Regions from separate parts of the Mus musculus genome. Here region 2 is linked to region 1. The links are chromatin contacts, called in public ChIA-PET maps. All regions are on one chromosome and are shown on one strand. Each heading gives the region's core, a stretch centred on a gene start, on an enhancer-like site or on the middle of the called end of the contact. The rest is flanking DNA. Distances are from core to core; before and after follow the strand shown. Region 1 has its middle 8.0 kb from the start of 4932438A13Rik. Region 2 has its middle 26 kb from the start of Il2.

What was found. ChIA-PET counts read pairs in DNA pulled down with a chosen protein or histone mark.
Region 2: a contact with region 1 is called in an RNA polymerase II ChIA-PET map of memory CD8 T cells, with 15 read pairs. The contact joins two enhancer-like sites. A contact is called at or near these places in 2 of 39 promoter capture datasets (cranial neural crest and pre-B cells), 1 of 115 datasets of contacts at active chromatin or transcription factors (memory CD8 T cells) and 1 of 9 other capture datasets (liver).

The regions. Positions count from the first base shown.
Region 1 is chr3:36,851,749-36,858,541 of GRCm38.p6, reverse strand. No RefSeq gene overlaps it. Among named protein-coding and RNA genes, the nearest start is that of 4932438A13Rik, 8.0 kb to the left of the region's middle. Within about 2 kb of position 4,336, at least 120 of the 459 cell types and tissues checked have an H3K27ac peak or open chromatin away from gene starts, as enhancers often do. A contact at or near this core is called in memory CD8 T cells, where this site is marked.
Region 2 is chr3:37,148,139-37,154,931 of GRCm38.p6, reverse strand. No RefSeq gene overlaps it. Among named protein-coding and RNA genes, the nearest start is that of Il2, 26 kb to the right of the region's middle. Within about 2 kb of position 2,396, at least 35 of the 459 cell types and tissues checked have an H3K27ac peak or open chromatin away from gene starts, as enhancers often do. A contact at or near this core is called in memory CD8 T cells, where this site is marked.

The DNA.
Region 1 (6,793 bases), core at 3,087-5,586:
GAGTCTTGTTTTTACCAGGTTACTGAGTATTGTGTTATCAAACCATGAGAATGGCAGATCTTTTTGGCTAATAGAATATGAGACAGAGCTGATGGGACCTCTCTGGGACATAGTATTGTGGTCCGCTGGTGCCAGTATATGTGCAGGAACATGCCGGGGTTCATTTAAAAAAAAAAAAATTTCCTGCAACAGACTGTGGTTCTCAACCTGCGAATTCTGATCCCTTGGGGGATCAAATGATCCTTTCACAGGGGTTGTCTAAGACCATCAGAAAACACAGGTATTTATATTACAGTACATAGCAGCACAATTACAGTTATGAAGTAGCACTGAGAATGTTGAGAACCACTGATTTAAAATAAGACAACTCAGTGATATCAAAAGTGAATGAGTAAATTTTCTAGGTCTGGGTGGAAAGAGTTGGGTTTAGAAGCCAGTGTGATGGTTTGAGGAAGAATGACCCCTCCCCCCCTCCCCAGGCTCACATGTTTGAATGCCTGGTCTCCAGTGGGTGGAACTGTTTGGGAAGGATTGAGAGAGAGATGGCTTTGTTGGAGGAAATGGGTCACTGGGAGTGGACTTTGAGGTTTCAAAACCCCACACTATTCCCAGCTAGTCCCTGCCACTCTCCCCTCTATCTTTATCCTACTTGTGTATAGAATGTAAGATCTCTTCCAGTGCTCCCGTACCATGCCTGCTGTCAAGGTCCCCAACATGATGGTCATAGCCTCACCCTCTGAAACTGAAATCTGTCATTAAACTCTTTCTTCTATAAGTTCCTGAATCATTGTGTCACAGCTGTGGAAAAGGAACTAAGACAGTTGGGGATTCACTGAAAAAGTGTGGGGGGTTATTTTAGAGAAGGCAAATATGTTCTAAAATTAAACTCTGCTGATGGTTGCGCAGTACTTTTTGTGTACTAAAAATGTGTGTTTTGAATGGAAAATAATATTGGTTGATATTGCCAATGCTTATGACTTCTCCTTATTCAGCAAAATGTTGTCTGCAGAGTGTTGTTTGCTCCTCTGCTGTGTAACAAACTGTTCTCGCGTGGAAGAAGAGGCAGGTTTCTACCCCTACCAAAGAGTTTGTTCCTTTCTGAATTTAATCCACTCACAATCCTTTACATATTTAAATTAAAATGTATCTTTTCATTGATTTGTTGGCATTTCCTTTTGTTGGTTATGCATTTCATTGATAACTAGAGATAAGGAATGATTTGAATTACCTGGGCAGGAAGCAGAGTGTGATTTAAAAGGTAGCTCAAGATGGTACTGATCACCCTCAAGTATTAATGAAGGGATTGAGAAGTCAATGACAGGGGCCAGGGAAGTGGGAAGAAAGCCAGAAAAGATTGATGGTGAGAAATCCACGAGAGGAAAAAAAGCCTCAACATGGACCCATGCTCCAAGTCAAATCTAAAAACTGCAGTCAACACTGAAAGATGAACTTTTCAGCGACAACATGATAAAATGAGAGAAACATATAAATGATTTATCCATGGCAAAGTATAACCTTTAGGACTTTAAGGGACAGCTTATATAGAACCAGTGCGTAGAATTGGTTCTATTTTGGGCGAGATCATAAATGTGAAAACTAAACTATAAATCTTATAAATGTCACTTGATGTTTTATTGTTTCTGCTCATCAGGATCAAAATGTGTTAAGGAGCAAGCAAGATCCTCAACTTTCTTTTCTATAAAATTGGCACAAGAAAAAATAATTTCAATTAGTAAATGTATCCTAGAACTAAAATTTTGCCACTGTTTCAAACGTTGGACATGATGTCATTAAACTATTGCTTATATTTCTCAGCAATAGATAAAATTCTCTGCAGCAGTTTTTGTGGCACCCCGTTAGTAATATCAACATCCTAAACCAAAATGCTAATGTGTTCATTAAAAGAAAATATTTTAGTGTGTTTATTTATCTCTATACACTAATATAATTCTCTAGTATAACTTTTTGTTAAAAGTAATCATATTTGACTCCCATAAACTCTCACTGCAATAACATGCAATCAAATTATTGCCTCATTCCTTCTGCTATCATAAGCAACCCATTGCCAGTTTTTACTGAAACTGTAATTCATTCAAAATCAAAACAAACTTTTACATTATTCATCTTGGTTTGTATAAACTAATTGTCCCCTTAGCAGCAAACGCAAACATTGGTAAAATTTTAAAAGTCATTCTATAGACTTTTGGGTCTGGAAATACCTTGAAAGTCCTTTTCTTTTGAGTTAAGGAATATTCGACTTGAGAAAACCTTGAATGAAAGTTAAATTTTGAATATATATTAAATGTAGTGTTTATGTAAAATTCTTTAGCATTTTTGTTCTTTTGTTCTCATGAAAGAGCCTGTGGGTTTGTGTGTATGTGTGTGTGTGTGTGTGTGAGTGTGGTATGTGGAGAGGGGTGCTAGGGGAGTTGTTTTACAGTTCTAGTGATCAAATCCAGTCTTTCCTTTCTAAGCATGCATTTTACCACTGAGCTACACTTGAGTCTAATAACATGATATTTTTAGTTAGTTTTATTTTTTTAGAACCACCTCTATGTACAGATACTTTAAAAATGCACATACACTGAGGGTTTTGTGAAACATAGGAGCTAGAAATAAAATGTAGGGTTAAGTAAGAAAATGTCAAGCTCTTCCCTTGAGAACATGTGAGACTCCAGCAAGCAGCTCTGCATCTCCCTCAGGGTTGACTGAGCTCAGCTTCTTCTCCATTGCTGGGATCAAAATGACCTGTGAAGCCCTGATGCTATTTCAATGTCATAGACTTGAAATTGAAGTAAAGGTGGTGAGTAGATGAACCACTAGTTATATGCATTCCTTTCTCCAAGGACATCCATTTTTATCTCCCCGTGGTAAGCCTCTTGCAGGAATCAATAGCCTGTCTCTACTAGCGTGGAAGGGAAAACTAAAGCGGTGGTCCTGCGCAGGACGGGAACCATATAACAGGGTTGGGCATGAGATTCCCAGCAGTGGGAGACAGGTGCACCCACAAGTTGTGATTTTAAAAGCCTCCATTTTGAAAATTTGGATTTATTACATAAAAGAACTTGCTTCAAAAGCAGTAGGTCAATGATTTCATTAAGCAGAAGAAATGGGGCTACTGCAGTAGGTATTAAAAATATTAAGTAAAGTCTATAATTCTATTGCAGTTGGAGATAGAAGAATCAGGAGTTCAAGGTCATCTTGGGTTTTATAGCAAATTTTAGGCCATTGTGGGCTACATGAAATCTTGTTTCAATAAATAGAAGGAAGGAAAGAAGGGAGAGAGGGGGAGGGAGGGAGGGAGATGAAAGGAATAAAAGAAGAAAGGAAAGAAGGTAAGACAAGTTTGATGAAAAAACAAACCAATATTGTTTTTTGAAGCAAAAATAGATAAATATTAAAACAAAAATGATGTGGTATATGGAAACTGATATATAAAACTTACAGCCCCAAACAATGGCACATTGAAAGGATCTGTTGCTAGGGTTTGCCTTATATAGCGCAGTTGAACTCCATTTGTTGGGACTCCAGAGAAAGAAAAGCACCAAAAAACTTCTGGTGGTGTGATACAGTTTCCTGCCCCTTCTGTGGATGCAGGCTGATTGGGGGCATAATGTCAGCTGAGACAGAATCACATGCTGAGAGAAGACCCAAGGAGGACACACGATGTTTGCAGGGTATAAATAGGACTTAACAACAGATAGTGACCGAGACTGAACTAACTGAGAGAGGCACAGCCAAGAACTTTTCCTAGTGTTCCCATTGGCCTTGAATGATTCATGGGATAACATCTGCTGCCTGTGTACTGAAGATGTTTTCCAGTACATCTCCTCTTGTCCAGTTGGAGATAACTATTGTCTATAACAACATTGAAACAATAGAGCTGTACTACAATAATGAAGTCCAGGGAGGAGGGTACAAGTGCCAACATACAAATATGAAACAACAACAACAACAACAAATATCTATAGAAAAAGCATTGAGAGCTAGGAAGGCAGTTGGGACAGGCTATACAGGGCTTTGCATTTCATATGAAAGGGTGTGTCTTTTCTGAAGAGGACATCAATAGTGACTTAAACCATGGCCCCTGCAGCAGGCAAACATAGAGGGTTACGCTGCAGGCTTCACCCTGGTGTGTTAGAAAATGCAGATGTTGAGGAAGTAAGGATACAACAGGAAGAACGGTAAATGAGAGACCCTGGAAGCAGCTCATTTGCTTTCCTGGTTGCACAAAGCCCTGCATGTTTGTAAACCTGTGGTTAGGAAATGATGTATCTCACTGTTCCGGAAGTACCAGACCTCAACATCCTGCTTATGCACTGCTCGTATCTCAGAGCTTTTCCTCGGGGCTTGTGAAAGAAGAACCGTATCATAAACCTAAATAAACAACCACGAGCCTATGCCCTCTGGTGGCTCTGTGGTTGGAACTGTAAGATATGGAGCAGGAAAAAAAAAAAGAAAGAAAAAAGTAAAGGAAGAAGTACCTTAGAATCAAGCCCTGTATACAGACTAGTAAGAGAAGCAGAGATGCTGATAATGACCCAGCACCCGCCCTCTGCTTCCTCCTCTCTCCCTCCCTTCAGAAACCCTCATCCTCTAACCGAAGTTTCCTGCTTTGCCAGTGAAGATAGTGGACATCTGGGGACAGCCCTGCTGACAGCATTGCTGGACATCACACTCCTCCCCAGTGCGCAGCTCATTGCTAGCCCCTCCCCACCCCCCACTACCCTCACTAGGATCCTTATCAGCTGCTCTTTCCTGACAGTCATCTGTCAGTCTCATCAGTGCACTACTGTTAATTGAATTTTGCTTTTGAAATTGCCGTGTTCTGTGTACCACTGGCACAAAAATGCTTTCTCCATATGCATGGATATAATAGATTAGTTTTAAAAACTTTATGCCGACCCGGGCCTGATCTGGGGCACAAGTCCCTTCCGCTCGACTCGAGCCCCGGGCTTCCTTGCCAGCAGAGTCTTGCCCAACACCCGCAAGGGCCCACACGGGACTCCCCACGGGACCCTAAGACCTCTGGCGAGTGGAACACAGCGCCTGCCCCAATCCAATCGCGCGGAACTTGAGACTGCGGTACATAGGGAAGCAGGCTACCCTGGCTTGATCTGGGGCACAAGTCCCTTCCGCTCGACTCGAGACTCGAGCCCCGGGCTTCCTTGCCAGCAGAGTCTTGCCCAACGCCCGCAAGGGCCCACACGGGACTCCCCACGGGACCCTAAGACCTCTGGCGAGTGGAACACAGCGCCTGCCCCAATCCAATCGCGCGGAACTTGAGACTGCGGTACATAGGGAAGCAGGCTACCCGGGCCTGATCTGGGGCACAAGTCCCTTCCACTCGACTCGAGCCCCGGGCTACCTTGCCAGCTGAGTCGCAAGGGCCCACACAGGATTCCACACGTGATCCTAAGACCTCTAGTGAGTGGAACACAACTTCTGCCAGGAGTCTGGTTCGAACACCAGATATCTGGGTACCTGCCTTGCAAGAAGAGAGCTTGCCTGCAGAGAATACTCTGCCCACTGAAACTAAGGAGAGTGCTACCCTCCAGGTCTGCTCATAGAGGCTAACAGAGTCACCTGAAGAACAAGCTCTTAACAGTGACAACTAAAACAGCTAGCTTCAGAGATTACCAGATGGCGAAAGGCAAACGTAAGAATCCTACTAACAGAAATCAAGACCACTCACCATCATCAGAACGCAGCACTCCCACCCCACCTAGTCCTGGGCACCCCAACACAACCGAAAATCTAGATCCAGATTTAAAAACATTTCTCATGATGATGATAGAGGACATCAAGAAGGACTTTCATAAGTCACTTAAAGAATTACAGGAGAGCACTGCTAAAGAGTTACAGGCCCTTAAAGAAAAGCAGGAAAACACAGCCAAACAGGTAGAAATCATTAAAGAAAAACAGGAAAACACATCCAAACAGGTGATGGAAATGAACAAAACCATACTAGAACTAAAAGGGGAAGTAGACACAATAAAGAAAACCCAAAGCGAGGCAACGCTGGAGATAGAAACCCTAGGAAAGAGATCTGGAACCATAGATGCGAGCATCAGCAACAGAATACAAGAAATGGAAGAGAGAATCTCAGGTGCAGAAGATTCCATAGAGAACATCGACACAACAGTCAAAGAAAATACAAAATGCAAAAGGATCCTAACTCAAAACATCCAGGTAATCCAGGACACAATGAGAAGACCAAACCTACGGATAATAGGAATTGATGAGAATGAAGATTTTCAACTTAAAGGGCCAGCTAATATCTTCAACAAAATAATAGAAGAAAACTTCCCAAACATAAAAAAAGAGATGCCCATGATCATACAAGAAGCCTACAGAACTCCAAATAGACTGGACCAGAAAAGAAATTCCTCCCGACACATAATAATCAGAACAACAAATGCACTAAATAAAGATAGAATATTAAAAGCAGTAAGGGAGAAAGGTCAAGTAACATATAAAGGAAGGCCTATCAGAATAACACCAGACTTTTCACCAGAGACTATGAAAGCCAGAAGAGCCTGGACAGATGTTATACAGACACTAAGAGAACACAAATGCCAGCCCAGGCTACTATACCCGGCCAAACTCTCAATTACCATAGATGGAGAAACCAAAGTATTCCATGACAAAACCAAATTCACACAATATCTTTCCACAAATCCAGCCCTTCAAAGGATAATAACAGAAAAGAAGCAATACAAGGACGGAAATCACGCCCTAGAACAACCAAGAAAGTAATCCCTCAACAAACCAAAAAGAAGACAGCCACAAG
Region 2 (6,793 bases), core at 1,147-3,646, 300 kb before region 1:
GTTGGTGAGTTCCAGTTCTCCTCTTTGAAGACAGTATGGTTCTATTTCACTGGCATGCCTAAACGAGGGTTGTTAAGGTAGAGAGGGAAGCCACAGTGTGAATCCTCCAGGGCCCGACACTGATACAGGGACCAGAGAAGTCATCAACAGAGCAGCAGAGCCCCCACTGAACAACCCCAGACTCCAGCTGCAGGGACAGTTGCAGAGCCACCCTGGAGCTTCTTTGGAGCTATCGCTCACCTTACTGTGCAAGCACAGGAGGCAGTTAAGGCAGTGCAGAGCCTGGGCTCCAGTTCCCAGCTGTGGACAGCAGGCGATGTGACACACCGCTGGAAAGCCCTGAGTGGAGATAGAGAGGCCCAGGCAACAGCAACATGCTGGAAGAAAAAACGATCCCGTACTCAGCTCTTGAGATAATAACTGGGAGGGGCCGGGGGAGGGAAGGCAGTGAGAATGCTCTACGACAATATGATATTAAAAGGGTCTGCTGTGCTGAAAAGCAGAATTCACATGCTAGGTGGTTCTCACCCCAGTCCAGAAAGGCTGAGAACACAGAAGTGGGAGGTGGGGTGATGGCCTCTGTCAGGGCTGGAGGCGACTGCAGATGGATGACTTTTTAATATTTTTTGGCACTCTTTTCTTTCTATAAAACATTTTTACAGTGAATGCACAGTACTCTCTAAATGGTACAGTTCTGTTCGCTGTATAACCAAAGGGTCCTTTATGTGACGCTGGCCAGGCTCTTCTTGGGGTCAGGGATAAGCTAAAAGGCCCGGAGGTGCCCTTCTCCCGTCCCCTGTGGTATCTCGTGGTCAATTCACTCCTGAGCGGTAGATAACCTATTCAGGGCATCGGGAGTGTTACAAAACAACCGCATACGGGCCAGTTCTCCAGGCTTGGAGACGTGGAGCGATTTCCCATTTCTGTTCTCGGACTGTAAGCTAAAGTGTGTGGGGTTTCACGGCGCCTCTCTAGAAGTCAGCTTGGAAGATTTGCTCCTATGTGAAGTGGCGTTCTGTTCCAACTGGGCAGAGGATGCAAACACAGGTAAAAGGAGAGCTTCCTTCGCTTTCTTGGCTGCCTCTGGAAATCCAAAGAGCCTGGCAATTTTGACACAGTAAGAGAGTCTTCTTACTCCTAACTCTGCTCAGTTAGGGCTAGCCTGGGAATGTGACAGTATGGTGAGCAGGTCTTTTTGCCTGCTCAAACCTGTGATTAAATCCCAGGTACTGTGAGAAGCAATCAGGACAAAGGTCGAGGCTGAAGCCCCTCTTCTCTGCTCCTCCCTCCGCTCTGGCTGCTTCAGAATCTTTGCCCACTGAGAACTGAGTTGTGCAGATGGGAATGGGGTAGGGGCGAGGGTGGGGGAAAGGTGTGTGGGCGGGTAAGGGATAAGGGTGGGAGTGGGGTGGGGTGGGGATGAGGTGGGGTGGGGGATAAGTTGGGGATGGGGTGGGGGTGGCAGCAGAGCAGGAAGGGGGACAGCTCTTTCCAGGAAAGCCAAGTCCTTTCCACAGGCAACTGTCTGAGTTACCAAAGCCAACACAGCCAAAGTCTCTCCCCAAAGGGATGGAGGAGGGAAACCCTGGAGACCTCAGGCTGGACACCGAGAAGAAGCTGTGACAGCAGACCTGTAGGCTGTTTGTGGGGTAACAGGAAACCAAATGAACCACAGCTTCCTGTACCCCTGCTTCTTCAAACCAATTGGACTTTTCTGGACAGGAACCCAGGAAGTTTGAAAGCAAACCACAGGACAGCAGGTACCCAGGCACATGGTCTATGGTCCTGGGGAATCACCACCAGCAGGAACCCAGTGAATCCCAACCAGACTGTGCTGTATTCTCATGTCGACCGCCACTCACGGGTTCATTTCCAGATTCTGAAATTCCTTCGCATTGCACTAAGTGTTCACGTACTTACCCAGTTCGGTTTGTACATCAGAAACTATGTTTGGCTTACCCAGATCTCACCTCATAGCCACCTACAGACAAGAGATAGTCACTGGGCATTGCATCTAGCTCACAGAACGTAACTAGGATTGCTAGTCCTCCTTTTTTCTACTCAGAATACAAACTTGATAACTTGAATGGCAGCATTTGCTTTGTGGTCCTGAGGTAATGCAATATGCACATAGTTTATGTCTATACGGAGAAAAGGCTGAGACTCACAGACACTAATCGTGCTGTGGAGGTATGGGCCCAACACAGCAAATACATATGGTCAGATTTCTTCTGTTACACAGATAAAGCTTGTTGGAGCCACCATGTTAAGATTATATTACCTTCAACCTTACGTCTCCTCCATGGTTTGGGGAGCACAGCCAGAGATGGTGCAGTAGCTAAGGATGGGTGGCTGACTTCCTGTTGTTTCAGTAAACTGTGCTCTGAAAGGATCGAACGGAAAGTTCTAGGCATAAACAGTTCAAAGCAGAGCTTCTGTTACCACTGAGGTGCATCCAACTTGACGCTAAGTTTGGACAGGAAACTGAAGTAGTGTTGCTTGAGTAAGTCCTAAAGCTACATGCGAGGTGCAGTTCAGTGAGTGGGAGGAGGAGGAGGTGGATGGCTATGCGTATCGCAGGCTGAGCAGGCAAAACTCAGCCGGGAAACGGTTGGTACAAACATGGACCTCGGTGGATGAGCCTGTCCCCACTGATGCTGGAATACTGGGGAGAGGATATGAAAATGGATGTTAGAACTGGTCTGCAGCTTCCTGCAAACACCGTAAATCCCTTCACACACAGGGAGATGGGGCCAGGGTGGACCAACTGAGAGCAGAAAGGCAAGAAAGCATGTCTCTCTTCCTGGAGACATCCCTTCTGTGGGTGACTATCATCCACATCTGCTGAGAGCCCTGTGTTCTGAGGACTGCTTGTTGAAAACTAAAGATGAGACACACACACACACACACACACACACACACACACACACACACACACACACAGAGAGAGAGAGAGAGAGAGAGAGCGAGACCGAGAGACAGACAGAGAGAGACAGACACAGAGACAGAGACATACACACAGAGACAGAGATAGACAGAGAGACAGAGACAGAGACACACACAGAGATAGAGAGAGAGACAGACAGACAGAGAGACAAAGAGACAAGAGGGAGAGACAGAGAGACAGAGACAGAGAGAGACAGAGACATACACACACAGAGACAGAGAGACACAGAGAGACACAGAGAGAGACAGAGATATACACACACAGAGACAGAGAGTGACAGACAGACAGACAAAGTGACAAGAGAGAGAGAGAGACAGAGACAGACAGAGAGAGACAGAGAGAGAATACTGCCACCCAACTGACTCTGGACTCCTCTGTGGAGGTAGCAGCTATCCTCCCTGTCTCTCCCATCTTGATTTCTCTTGTACAAAGAATCAATGCAATCAATAAGAAAAATACATTAATTGTCTTTACAGGGGAGGGACAAAGTATCAGTCCTACTAGGTCAGCTGGCTCGGGTATGTGTTAGATCAGCAGGAAAAGGAAGCAAGTTGATGCATAGGAGCTCTGCTAACACACACAGGCACCAGGGAGCTCTCCGTGGGGTTAGAAGGAATGTGGTACAAGAGCTGACAGCCAATGAGAAGCTTATAGGGAAGCTGAACTTCCGGGAATAGCAAATTGTAGGATGGTAAAAATATAGGGAAGAATGGATGGTAAGAATTGTTTTCCTTGTAAGTTTTGTGTGTACATGTCTGGCTATCAGATAAAAAGGACCTAATGCCTGTAAAGATTAATATTTGCTATTTCTGGTCATCAGGATGGATGTGTCTACAACTTTCAGCAAAATGAAATACAGAGAGTGTTTCTGCTCTCTGGTTCTTGTCAGTTTGCTCTCAGCTCAAAATAAGCAGTTTGCCACAGGACTGCACTTCAGGAAGGCAGCACCCTGACATCGACAATGCTTCCCCAGCTTCTTAGCTACACCAGCACTCAGCAATGCCTCAAAGCACCTGTATCTCAGAAATTAGGCCCTGAGCTGCTGTTCCCAGGAGACCTGACATCCTCACACAGACATACATACAGCAAAACACCAATGGGCACACACACACACACACACACACACACACACACATACACACAGAGAGAGAGAGAGAGAGACAGACAGACAGACACAGAGAGAGAGAGAGACAGACAGACAGACAGACAGAGAGACAGACAGATAGACAGACAGAGAGAGACAGACAGACAGACACACACACACACACACACACACACACACACAAACTGAAAAAAAATTAGGTCCTGATAACAGTCCAACCACCTCAGTAAGATATATAACTATGAAAGAAAAATATTGTTTCCAAGTTTTTAAAAAAAGCACTTGCCATCTTCCCCTGAAACAATGACCCCAGTTATGAGGCAGGGATTCATTTGCAGCTGCCTCTTGTCTGCCTGTCCTCCCTTGCCTTCCAGGTTTGCTCTTCCTTCTGTCTGGGAGTCCAGCTGCAAGTCACGAAGGTCCACTGTGAGGCTCTGTCCAAAGAAGGAGGCTCACCACTGGATGAGGGAGACCTCGCCCAGTATGTAGACCTCCTACGTCTCGTTTTTCTATAATTCCGTTTTCCTCTCTCACTGAAGCTCTTTGTACCTTGAAACTCCCTGAGCAGAGGTCTGAGGTGGACTTGCTTGTCTCCTTCAGTGCCAGCTTTGGATAGACTTGCACTCTCCTGCTAGTTCCCGTCTCTTGCATGGTTCAAGGGCAGGAAGCTGGACAAACCTGATTCTAGCAACAGTTTTGTAGAAGAATAAGTCATACAATCTTGTGGACAGAGCTTAAAGACAACAGCTCCCTTGTCATCTTTTCTTCTTCTTCTTCTTCTTCTTCTTCTTCTTCTTCTTCTTCTTCTTCTTCTTCTTCTTCTTCTTCTTCTTCTTCTTCTTCTTCTTCTTCTTCTTCTTCTTCTTCTTCTTCTTCTCTTCTTCTTTCTTCCTTCTTCTTCCTCCTCCTCCTTCTTCTTTTCTTCCTCCTCCTCCTCCTCCTTCTTCTTCTATCTCGGACTGGCTTAATTGGGAAGAAGGTTGCTTATTCCCAGAAAGTGAATCTCTGAGGAAGAACACTAAGAAAGGAGCTTCAGGTTTCACAAGCTCTCTGTGTCAATCTCTCCACAACCCCAAGGGCTCCTACTGTCTATCTAAAAATGTAGAAGAAACATGAGGTTGAAAACTAAATCAGATAGAATAGAAAAGTAAGTTTTAAGATGGTGGTATATTAACCATTTTCCGTGATTTCATAAATGTAGTATTTTACCTACTCTGTTCCCAATTCCTGCTTCATTTATTACTTAGATCAGTGCTTCTCAGCCCCTTAGTATGACTCTTTATGTTGTGGTAACCATCAACCATAAAAGTATTTTGTTGCTACTTCATAACGGAGTGCCACCATGCCAGCCTGTTACACTGCCCAGTGCTAGGGTTAATGTGAAGTGCCACCATGCTGGCCTTTTCTGGAAGTGATGAGGATTTGAATGCAGATTTTCCTTCTGCAGCAGCTTCTCTACAAACTTACCCATCTCCCCAATCCACCAGACAGCACAGACTTTATCCCGACATTCGATTGAAAGCAACAGCATTTCAGAGTTGTTTTCCCCCAGACACATTAGTAGTGTTTAGATTAATAGAAAGTATAAAGTTATTCAACTGTAATACTGAAATACAAATCATACTTCCCAGTATAAAAATAAATCATTTTTTTCCTGATACTTAGCATAATCATACAGAGAAAGCCGTAGTGCCGTGTGCTTTAGTTGAGAAAAATGAGGTCCAGGTGGAAGGAAGACTTCCAGGAAGGCAGGAGCTTCCGTTTCAGATTGTAAACAGCCATCAAAGGAAGAGGTAAACATGGAAGTGAGACTTCTCTGCAGGTAGAAACAGCTAGAAATGTACAAAAGGGGGATTGCTTTTTGTAAGAGAGATTTTCTCCAGAGTCGCTCAGAAGGCATGATCTCAGGGAACCATTTCCTGAGGTGGCTCCCACCGGAACACAGAGATGCCTACCTGGAGATATAGTTTGACCTTACTTTTCAAAAAATATTTTAAGATTTATCTTAAACTTTATTACAAAAACAAAAAGCTTGCAGGAAAAAAACCCACCCAGTTAAATTAACCAGACCCAAAGACCATACAACTCAAGAAACCACTACAGTTACAGTAGAAACCATAGAAATAGAAACCGTGGGGCTTCTCCTTGGATTTCAGCTTTCACTACTGAATATGATTTTATGGACCTATCTACCCACCACCAGAGCACAACAGAGATAAAACTCAGAAGACAACTAGCTTTAGATCCTTTCACATAATTTCCTTCTGTTCACTCAGGCCTTCATCCCATATATTTAGCTTTTCTTGATCTCTTTTCTACAAATTCTACTGTGTCCAGGGGCACATTTGCTTACACACATACATTTACTATTGGCTAGATTCTGCACATAAAGGAGGCATATTTTTTTTCTTTCTGAGATTGTATGATATTTCTAACTCCTCCCATTTTCCTGCAAATTTTGTGATTTCATTTTAGAGCTGAATAGTATTCACACACATGTGCATGCACTCACTCACACACACACACACACACACACACACACACACACACACACACCTTTCACTATTAATTTGTCTATGGACAACTAGACAATTCTTTGATACTAATTCTTTGCTATAGTAAGCATGGCGGTACAAATCTCGCTATGGTCAGGTGTGGAGCCTCCTGAGTCTGTGCCCAGTAGTGAAGTCGCGGCACTAAAGCAGTATTCTATTTTTAGTTTTTGACTCTTCTTCAAACTTATT